Linked DNA regions of Danio rerio: region 1 is linked to region 2. The links are chromatin contacts, called in public Micro-C maps. All regions are on one chromosome and are shown on one strand. The core of a region is the stretch at or near the end of the contact, and the rest is flanking DNA. Distances in the headings are between cores, read along the strand shown.

Region 1 (4,407 bases), core at 203-2,702, 68 kb before region 2:
GTTTTCCACATTAATTTTACCAGGGTAGAATTACATGCACACTGTTTGAGTGTGTATTTTCATGGCTCGTCTCATCACAGATCATAAATGATAGATGCTGCCGTTAGTTGCTTTTGTTTGTTTCTTGACATTTAATGTATTTAAGCACTATTAAGTTGTTTTGAATTCTGTACTAATTAAATTGCCCGTCATAATTCAAAAACAGCACAAACATAATTCATTTACAGCAGAATAATTAACTTGTGGCCTGCTGATGTTCAGCATATGATTATTCCATTACTATGATTTTACCTTGATATATAAGCTCTAATAAAGACAGATATGTTCCTGAGTGTAATCCAACACCGCCCCCTGCTGGACACACTGCTCCTGCACACACACTCTGTTCACTAGTGCCGTTTAACAGGTCAGGCATCTCTACTAATGTGCTCATAATACACATATATGAGAAACATACACACACACATGTTAGTATTGGTGGTTAATGAGGACTCTTCATAGGCGTAATGTATTTTACACAGTATGGCCCTCCCCCTAAACCCAACCCTCACAGCAAACCTGTGGATAATTAAATCAAGAGACCCCATTAAGGAGGATTTTTACATTATAAGGACACAAAGGATGTCCTCATAATGTTGTAATGCCATCATAGCCATGTCATTACACAAAAACATACACACACACACTGACACTCTTACTCTTACACACACTCTTACATGACACACAGACTATTATTAGCAGTAGAGTAGGTCTCCATCTGCGTGTCGCACTGTCCTTCATCTTGAGTGTGTTTTCTCCTGAAGGACTCACTGTGCTCTTCTCTTGTGTGTGTGTGTGTGTGTGTGTGTGTGTGTGTGTGCAGGTTTTGGGGACACCGTCAGAGGAGACGTGGCCAGGTGTTCACTCACTGCCGCACTTCAAACCAGGTAAACATCATCCTGTGCATCTGAGCGTCAATCACACACACTCGAACACTCTCACACACACTAGAACACACTCAAACACACTCACACACACTAGAACACTTGCCCTTGAGGACAGTCTAATATAATGCGAGCGAGTAGGGTTATAGTTTGTGTAATATTATTGGATTGCAGGTAATGAGGCACGTGAACTCTAACATGTTTCCCTGAACACCTTTATGAGTTTCTTTTCACTGTTGAACACGAAACACAATATTCACGATAATAATGGCTGTTTCTTTTCTTCCAGCAATCTTAACAATATCTTCCTTTGTGTTCAGCAGAAGAAAAAAAACTCAAACAAGTTGAAATGAGGAAATGAAGACAGATTTTTATTTTATTTTTAGGGTGAACTTGACCCTTTAAACACAACATCTTGCTATAGTGTGTGAGTGAGTGTGTAGATCCGGGTTTGCAGAATGCAGTGTGCTAGTGTAGTGCTCTAGAAATGTGGACACACTGCCCTCTGCTGACTGACATTGTACACTACAGCAGTGGTTCTCAAAGTGGGGGTCGTGGGACAATGAAGGGGTCAAGGGCATACAGTAGGTTTGTACTTGACATTGGTGGGGACGGATGAATCAAACAACCCCCAAGAATGAACATATATGTATAAAGTTAAAGCCAAAATTATTAGCCCCCCTGAATTATTCACCTCCCTTTATTTTTCGCCCAATTTCATTTTAGCAAAGACTAAATCCTTGCTATGATGACAGTAAATAATATTAGACTAGATATTCTTCAAGACACTTCTATACAGCTTAAAGAGACATTTAAAGGCTTCACTAGGGTAATTAGGTTAACTAGGCAGGTTAGGGTAATTAGGCAAGTTATTGTATAACGATGGTTTGTTCTGTAGACTATCCAAAACAAATATTGCTTAAAGGGGCTAATAATAATAATAATAATAATAATAATTCCTTACATTTATATAGCGCTTTTCTGGGCACTCAAAGCGCTTTACACACAATGGGGGGATCTCCTCATCCACCACCAGTGTGCAGCATCCACCTGGATGACGCGACGGCAGCCATTTTGCGCCAGACCGCACACCACACACCAGCTAATTGGTGGAGAGGAGACAGCGATGAAGCCAATTGGAATATGGGGATGGTTAGGAGACCATGATAGACAAAGGCCAGTTGGCAGATTTGGCCAGGATGCCGGGGTTAAACCCCTACTCTTTTCGAAGGACATCCTGGGATTTTTAACGACCACAGAGAGTCGGGACCTCGGTTTAACGTCTCATCCGAAAGACGGCGCTCACTGAGCAGTAAAGCGTCCCCGTCACTATACTGGGGCATTAGGACCCACACAGACCGCAGGTTGGGCGCCCCCTGCTGGCCTCACTAACACCACTTCCGGCAGCAACCTAGCTTTCCCATGTGGTCTCCCATCCAGGTACTGACCGGGCGCAGCCCTGCTTAGCTTCAGTGGGCGACCATGTGAGAGTTGCAGAGAGCTAGCTGCTAGCTCAATAATAATATTGACCTTTAGATGCATATTGTTGCATTCTTTATATTTAACCAATTAGTAACACACATTTTTAGATCAGACGGCTGTTGTTCAATGACTAATCACCTTAACTTTACCCTAATTAACCTAGTTAAGTATTTAAATGTCACTTAATAAGTCACTGAATACAAGTGCTTGAAGAATATCTAGTCTAATATTATTTACTGTCATCAAGGCGAAGATAAAATAAATCAGTTATTAGAGATATTAATTAATAACTATTATTAGAGTTATTAACACTATTATGATTAGAAATGTGTTGAAACTATCTGCTCTTTAACAGCACTAGGGAATGTTAGAAAAATAAAAATACATAAAGGTTTCAACTGTACATAAACTATTACTTATAAATTGATAGGCAAGTGCAAACAATAATGATAAAATAATAAAAATAATAATATTTATAAAAATAATAATAAAAAATTATATCAATGTAGTGTTTTTGTCTTAATTTAATTGATTGTTATTGTTTACATTCTCCTGTGATATGTCTGTGTAGTTCAGTGTTGTGTCAGCAGATGGCAGTGTTTACTGCACTTCATCTGTGACGGATCTTTAATATCCCTACTGTATGAGAGGACATGTGTCTTGAGAAAGTACTGTAGTAAATACTATAGTGTTTTTAAACCATACTATAGTAAATTATTGCTCCAGCATACTGCAGTATTAGCTATAGTCAATTGATAAATTGTAATAACTATACTATACTATACTATACCATACTATACTATACCAATGGTTCTCAAAGTGGGGATCGGGACCCCCCGAGGGGTCGCGGGACAATGAAGGGGGGTCGCCTGGTGGTTTCCAAAAATCTATTTATTTTTATTAAACCATAAGAATTACCATATTTTATCCATAACCTTCTGAAGAGAAAAAATAGTCGTATATACCATATATGGTTACTATAGTAGCTTATAGTTACTACTTCTATTGGATTGCAACCCCTGGGGTAATTCCATTGTATTAATGACACAGCAATAGCGTCAGATGCAGCAGATTTCACAACACCTGGTTAAACTTTGTGGCCCATTTCCAGCTCTCATACATTAAAAAAATTAAAAGAAGAATAGACTTGGGTCTATTGGTTTGTGTGCGCCATTGCATGCAAGGTTTCTGTATTTATAACCACCTCAGAGGGTATAGGGGGTCGCGAGTCACTGGCATTGACATTTTGGGGGTCACGGCCTGAAAAGTTTGGGAACCCCTGTACTATACGGTACTATATTATACTATACTATACTATACTATACTATACTATTCTATACTATACTATACTATACTATACTATACTACAACTGCTGTGTATTGTTGTGTAATATATATCATAGTTGTCAAAAGCTACAGTATTGTGTCATTTGTTTATATTACAGTAGTTCTTGTGTTACTGTAGCAACTGTAGAATCACCACAACAGAATAATTCAAGTACTTTATATTACAGTGTATCCGAAAAGTGTTGATAGCGCTTCACTTTTTCCACATTTGTTTATGTTAAAGCCTTATTCCAAAATGGATTAAATTAATGTATTTCCTCAACATTCTACACACAATCCCCCATAAAGACAATGTGGAAAAATTTGTGCAAATTTTTTCAAAATAAAAAAGCTGAAAAACCACATGTACATCAGTATTCACAGCGTTTGGCGTGGAGCTCTACATCGAGCTCAGGTCCATTCTGTCTCCACAGATCATTCTTGAGGTGTTTCAGCAGCTTCATTGGAGTTCACCTGTGCTCAATTCAGCTGATTGGACATGATCTGAAAAGGCTACACCTGTCTATATAAGGGCCCAGGGTTAACAGTGCATGACAAAGCGCAAACCAAGCATGAAGACAAAGGAATTGATTGTAGACCTCCGAGACTGGAACGAGGCACAAGTCTGGGGAAGGTGACAGAAACATTTCTGCTGCTCTGAAAGCTCCAATGAGCA
Region 2 (4,898 bases), core at 1,640-4,139:
ATAAAAACTATAATTATTATTGCTATAATTATTGTTGTTGTTGTTGTTATTAATATTCATGATGTTGTTATTATTAATATTTTATAACCATGATTATATTTATTACTATTGTTGTTGTTATTATTATTATGACTATTTTATTATTGTTATTTTTACTATTCATATTAATAATAATATACTACTATTATTGTTGTTATTATTATTGTTATTACTATTTTATTTTTTTTTTACTATTTATATTAACATTATTATATTACTATTATTGTTGTTATTATTATTGTTATTATTTAACTATTATTATTATTAGGCTTTTTTATATTATTATTATTGTTGTTGTTATTATTGTATTACTATTTTATTAATATTACTTACACTATTCATATCAATATTATGCTATTATTATTGTTATTATTTTATTACTATTTTTATTATTAATTTTACTGTTCATATTATTATTCATGTATTATTATTTTACAATTTTTATTTTATTACTATTATTATTGTTATTATTTTATTTTTGTTAGTATTATTATTTTTATTGTTGTTGTTATTTATTAGTTTTTTACTATTTAAATTAATATTATATTAAATTATTATTACTGTTGTTATTTTTTATTATTTTATTGCTACTATTATTTTTATTACTATTATTGTTGCTGTTATTATTGTTATTATTTTATACTATTACTTATTATTTTTACTAATTCTAATATTATTATATTATTGTACTTGTTGTTGTTGTTGTTAATATTGTTGTTATTGCTATTTTTATCATTTTTACTATTCATATTAATATTATAATTATTTTATTACAATTTGTATTATTATTATTTTTAATTATTACTATTATTAATTATTTATTATAATTGTTATTATTGTTGTTTTATTACTATTATTTTTATTATTTAAATTAATATAGTTGTTGTTATTATTTTAGTACTATTTTTATTATTATTATTTTACTGTTTATATTAATATTATTGTTGTTATTATTTATTACTTTTTTACTAGTCATATTTATATTATTGTTGAATTTTTGTTGTTGTTGATATTATTATTAGTAGTAGTAGTAGTATTTTATTACATTATTATCCCTTTTGTATATTCTAATTAAAAAAGTATTTTTTTACTACTACTATTATTATTATTAATTTGACAATTACTACTACTATTATAATTGATATTATTATTATTATTTTATGACAATATTACTACTATTATTAATATTATTATTATTTTATTACTGTTATTATTGTTTTTCATAATTATTACTATTTTTTTAACTATTCATATTAATATTTTTTGTTAAATTATTATTGAGGTTGTTGTTCTTGTTTTGCTGTTATTATTTTATTACTATTAAATTATTTTTACTGTTCATATATATGTAATTATTATGTTATTATTGTTATTTTTTATTGCTATTTACTATTATTTTACTGTTCATGCTGGTATTAATGTTATTATTATTCCTATTTTTGTTATTGTTTTCATTATAATAGTAAATGTCCATGGTGAGTGTGTGCAGTGTATTCGAGCTGTAGCGCGCAGTGTTTTGAACTGGAGGTGTTTTGTATTCCAGGCGTCTGCAAACTCTTAGTGAAGGCTGTCTTTACATTCTCCTGTCAGAGCAAATCATGTTCCTCTGGTTTCTCCTACAGACACACACAGCAGCCAATAGTAAAGCAGCAGATTTAGGGGCCGTCGCAATTTCACTGTGCTGTACGTTAGTGCATGCTTACAGATGAACAGTGCTTCAGAAATCCTGTTATTATCATTATTATTATTATTAACAATATTAGGGTTATTATTGCTATTTGCATACATATTTGGATTAGATTGTAGTTTAGTAGATTTATTATTATTAATATTATATTTTAATGCAATTATTATTGTTAATGTTGTTATTAATATTATTGTCATATGAAAATATGCATGCAAATAATAATGTATATTACTATAATTTATAATATTTGTATTCTTATAATTGGTAATTTTACTATTTGCATGCATGTTTGAATATAATTATTCATTTATTCATTTTTCTTCGTCTTAGTCCCTTTATTTATCAATAGTCGCCACAGCAGAATAAACCGCCAACTATTCCAGCATATGTTTCACACAGTGGATGCCCTTCCAGCTGCAACCCAATACTGTGAAACACCCATTCACACTCATTCTCTCTGTCACAAACACACACTCATACATTACGGCATTACATTACATGTGTTTGAACTGTGGGAGATACTGGAGCACGCGGAGGAAACCCATGCCAACACGGAGAGAACATGCAAACTCCACTCAGAAACACCAACTAATCCAGCTTGGACTCGAACCAGCAACCTTCTTGCTATTAGGTGCTAACCAATAAGAATATTTTCCTAGGTTGCGGCTGGAAGGGCATTGGCTGTGTAAAACATATGCTGCATTAGTTGGCGGTTCATTCCGCTGTGGCGACCCCTGATAAATAAGGGACTAAGCCAAAGGAAAATTATTGGATGGGTTGGATGTATTTAAATAAATGCATGCATTACATTATCTGAAGCCTAACACAAAATAATGTTACTAAAAAAATTGCACCTCCCGATTCGCTCACTGAGAAAAACGCAAAGGGAACGAAATCGCGACGCTCCCTCCGCACTCCGTCTGTCCGCCGCCCCGCCCGCGCCCGACGCTGATGAGCCGCAGACAGCAGGGCGCCTGAGCGGGTCTGAACAGCTCCAAACTCCGACACACACCGCGACACTCCGCGCTCCGGTCCAGAGCGACCCACGGAGCTCCAGCAGCACTTCACACAACTTTACTCGGAGTCAAACACACACGCATACACACATACTCAATCAGAGAGACAAACATCAGAGTGGAGAAAGCTGCGCTGGCGGCCGCGTTGGCCGACTGGAGACTCTTTCTCACCGCACACCGAAAGTATGGCCGCGCGCGCGCTCTTCCTGATCGCCCTCGGAGCTCTGAGCGCCCGCGCGCAGTACGGAGACCGCGGAATGTCGGTGCCCGAGCATGGCTTCTGCCAGCCCATCTCCATCCCTCTGTGCACGGACATCGCCTACAACGAGACCATCATGCCCAACCTGCTCGGCCACACCAACCAGGAGGACGCGGGACTGGAAGTGCACCAGTTTTACCCGCTGGTGAAAGTGCAGTGCTCGCCAGACCTCAAGTTCTTCCTGTGCTCCATGTACGCGCCGGTGTGCACGGTGCTGGAGCAGGCGCTGCCGCCGTGCCGGTCCCTCTGCGAGCGCGCGCGTCAGGGCTGCGAGGCGCTGATGAATAAATTCGGCTTCCAGTGGCCGGAGAGCCTGGCGTGCGAGTCCTTCCCGGTGCACGGCGGAGAGCTCTGCGTGGGACAGAACACCACCGGGCCGAGCCCCCCAGTCAGCCCGACTCCCGACGCGACGCAGGCGCCTCCGGAGCCCTCCCAGCGCGGCCGCTTCCAGTGCCCGCCGTCGCTCAGAGTCCCCCCGTACCTCAACTACCGCTTCATGGGAGAGGACAACTGCGGAGCGCCCTGCGAGCCCAGAAAACTGCACGGCATGATGTACTTCAGCGAGGACGAGCAGAAGTTTGCGCGCATCTGGATCGGGATCTGGTCCGTCCTATGCTGCGCTTCAACTTTATTCACAGTTCTGACTTATCTGGTGGACATGAAGCGCTTCAGCTACCCGGAGAGACCCATCATATTCCTGTCCGGCTGCTACACCATGGTGTCCATCGCCTACATCGCCGGATTTCTCCTGGAGGACAAGGTTGTCTGCAACGAGCAGTTCGAGAACGAGTTCAGGACTGTGGTTCAGGGCACCAAGAAGGAAGGCTGCACCATATTGTTCATGATGCTGTACTTCTTCAGCATGTCCAGCTCCATCTGGTGGGTGATCCTGGCGCTCACCTGGTTCCTGGCGGCCGGGATGAAATGGGGTCACGAGGCCATCGAGGCCAACTCGCAGTACTTCCACCTCGCGGCCTGGGCAGTGCCCGCCATCAAAACCATCACCATCCTGGCTGTGGGTCAGGTGGACGGGGACGTGCTCAGCGGGGTGTGCTTTGTGGGCATCAACAGCGTGGACGCGCTGCGCGGATTCGTGCTCGCGCCGCTCTTCGTGTACCTGTTCATCGGCACCTCTTTCCTCCTGGCGGGATTCGTGTCGTTGTTCCGCATCAGGACCATCATGAAGCACGACGGCACTAAAACGGAGAAGCTGGAGAAGCTTATGGTGCGGATCGGGATCTTCAGCGTGCTCTACACGGTTCCGGCCACCATCGTGATCGCCTGTTACTTCTACGAGCAGGCCTTCCGCGCGCACTGGGAGCAGACGTGGAGCGCGCACTCGTGCAAGACATACGCGGTGCCGTGTCCCGCGCACAACCCGCAGATGAACCCGGACTTCACGGTGTTCATGATCAAGTACCTGATGACCCTGATCGTGGGCATCACCTCCGGCTTCTGGATATGGTCTGGAAAGACGCTCAATTCCTGGAGGAAGTTTTACACGAGACTGGCGAACAGCAAACAGGGAGAAACCACAGTGTGAAGCTCTGCTTTCGTTATTATTACTGCTCACCACTTCACCTGAGTGATCGATTGTGTTGTACAGAAACACTGTGCTTTTTTGTACTTACTTTTTGTATTTAAAACTCTCTCTTGGATGTGCTTTTTTAATCAAAGGACTACTTTTTTTGGAGATTATTTATGCCTTCCTCTTGGAATATTCTGGGTTGGGATCTGTATGTAAAAATGCGTTTTTCACAGTTTTAATTCGACTTCAGTGTTTTTTCCACGGGCGAATATTCAAACTTTTACATGCAAATGAAGCAGATGCTGATGATGTTATTAATCACTGAAATGATGATGATGATGATGATGATGGTGTGTGTGAATGCTGCAC

Evidence for each region. Hi-C and Micro-C count contacts between places; a contact is called where the count stands out from the background.
Region 1: a Micro-C map of caudal fin shows a contact between it and region 2, with 8 times the contacts expected there. The contact joins the enhancer-like site here to the promoter of fzd1 in region 2. A contact is called at or near these places in 2 of 18 Hi-C or Micro-C datasets (caudal fin and an unstated tissue) and 1 of 4 datasets of contacts at active chromatin or transcription factors (embryo).

The regions. Positions count from the first base shown.
Region 1 is chr16:58,347,751-58,352,157 of GRCz12tu, reverse strand. It overlaps cdk14 (cyclin dependent kinase 14), which reads left to right. Exons shown (of 15, transcript NM_001430898.1): 11 at 863-926. Among named protein-coding and RNA genes, the nearest start is that of fzd1, 67 kb to the right of the region's middle. Within about 2 kb of position 1,452, at least 5 of the 62 cell types and tissues checked have an H3K27ac peak or open chromatin away from gene starts, as enhancers often do.
Region 2 is chr16:58,281,191-58,286,088 of GRCz12tu, reverse strand. fzd1 (frizzled class receptor 1) reads left to right here and starts at 2,889. Exons shown (of 1, transcript NM_001130614.1): 1 at 2,889-4,589. The coding sequence starts at 2,928. The coding sequence ends at 4,544.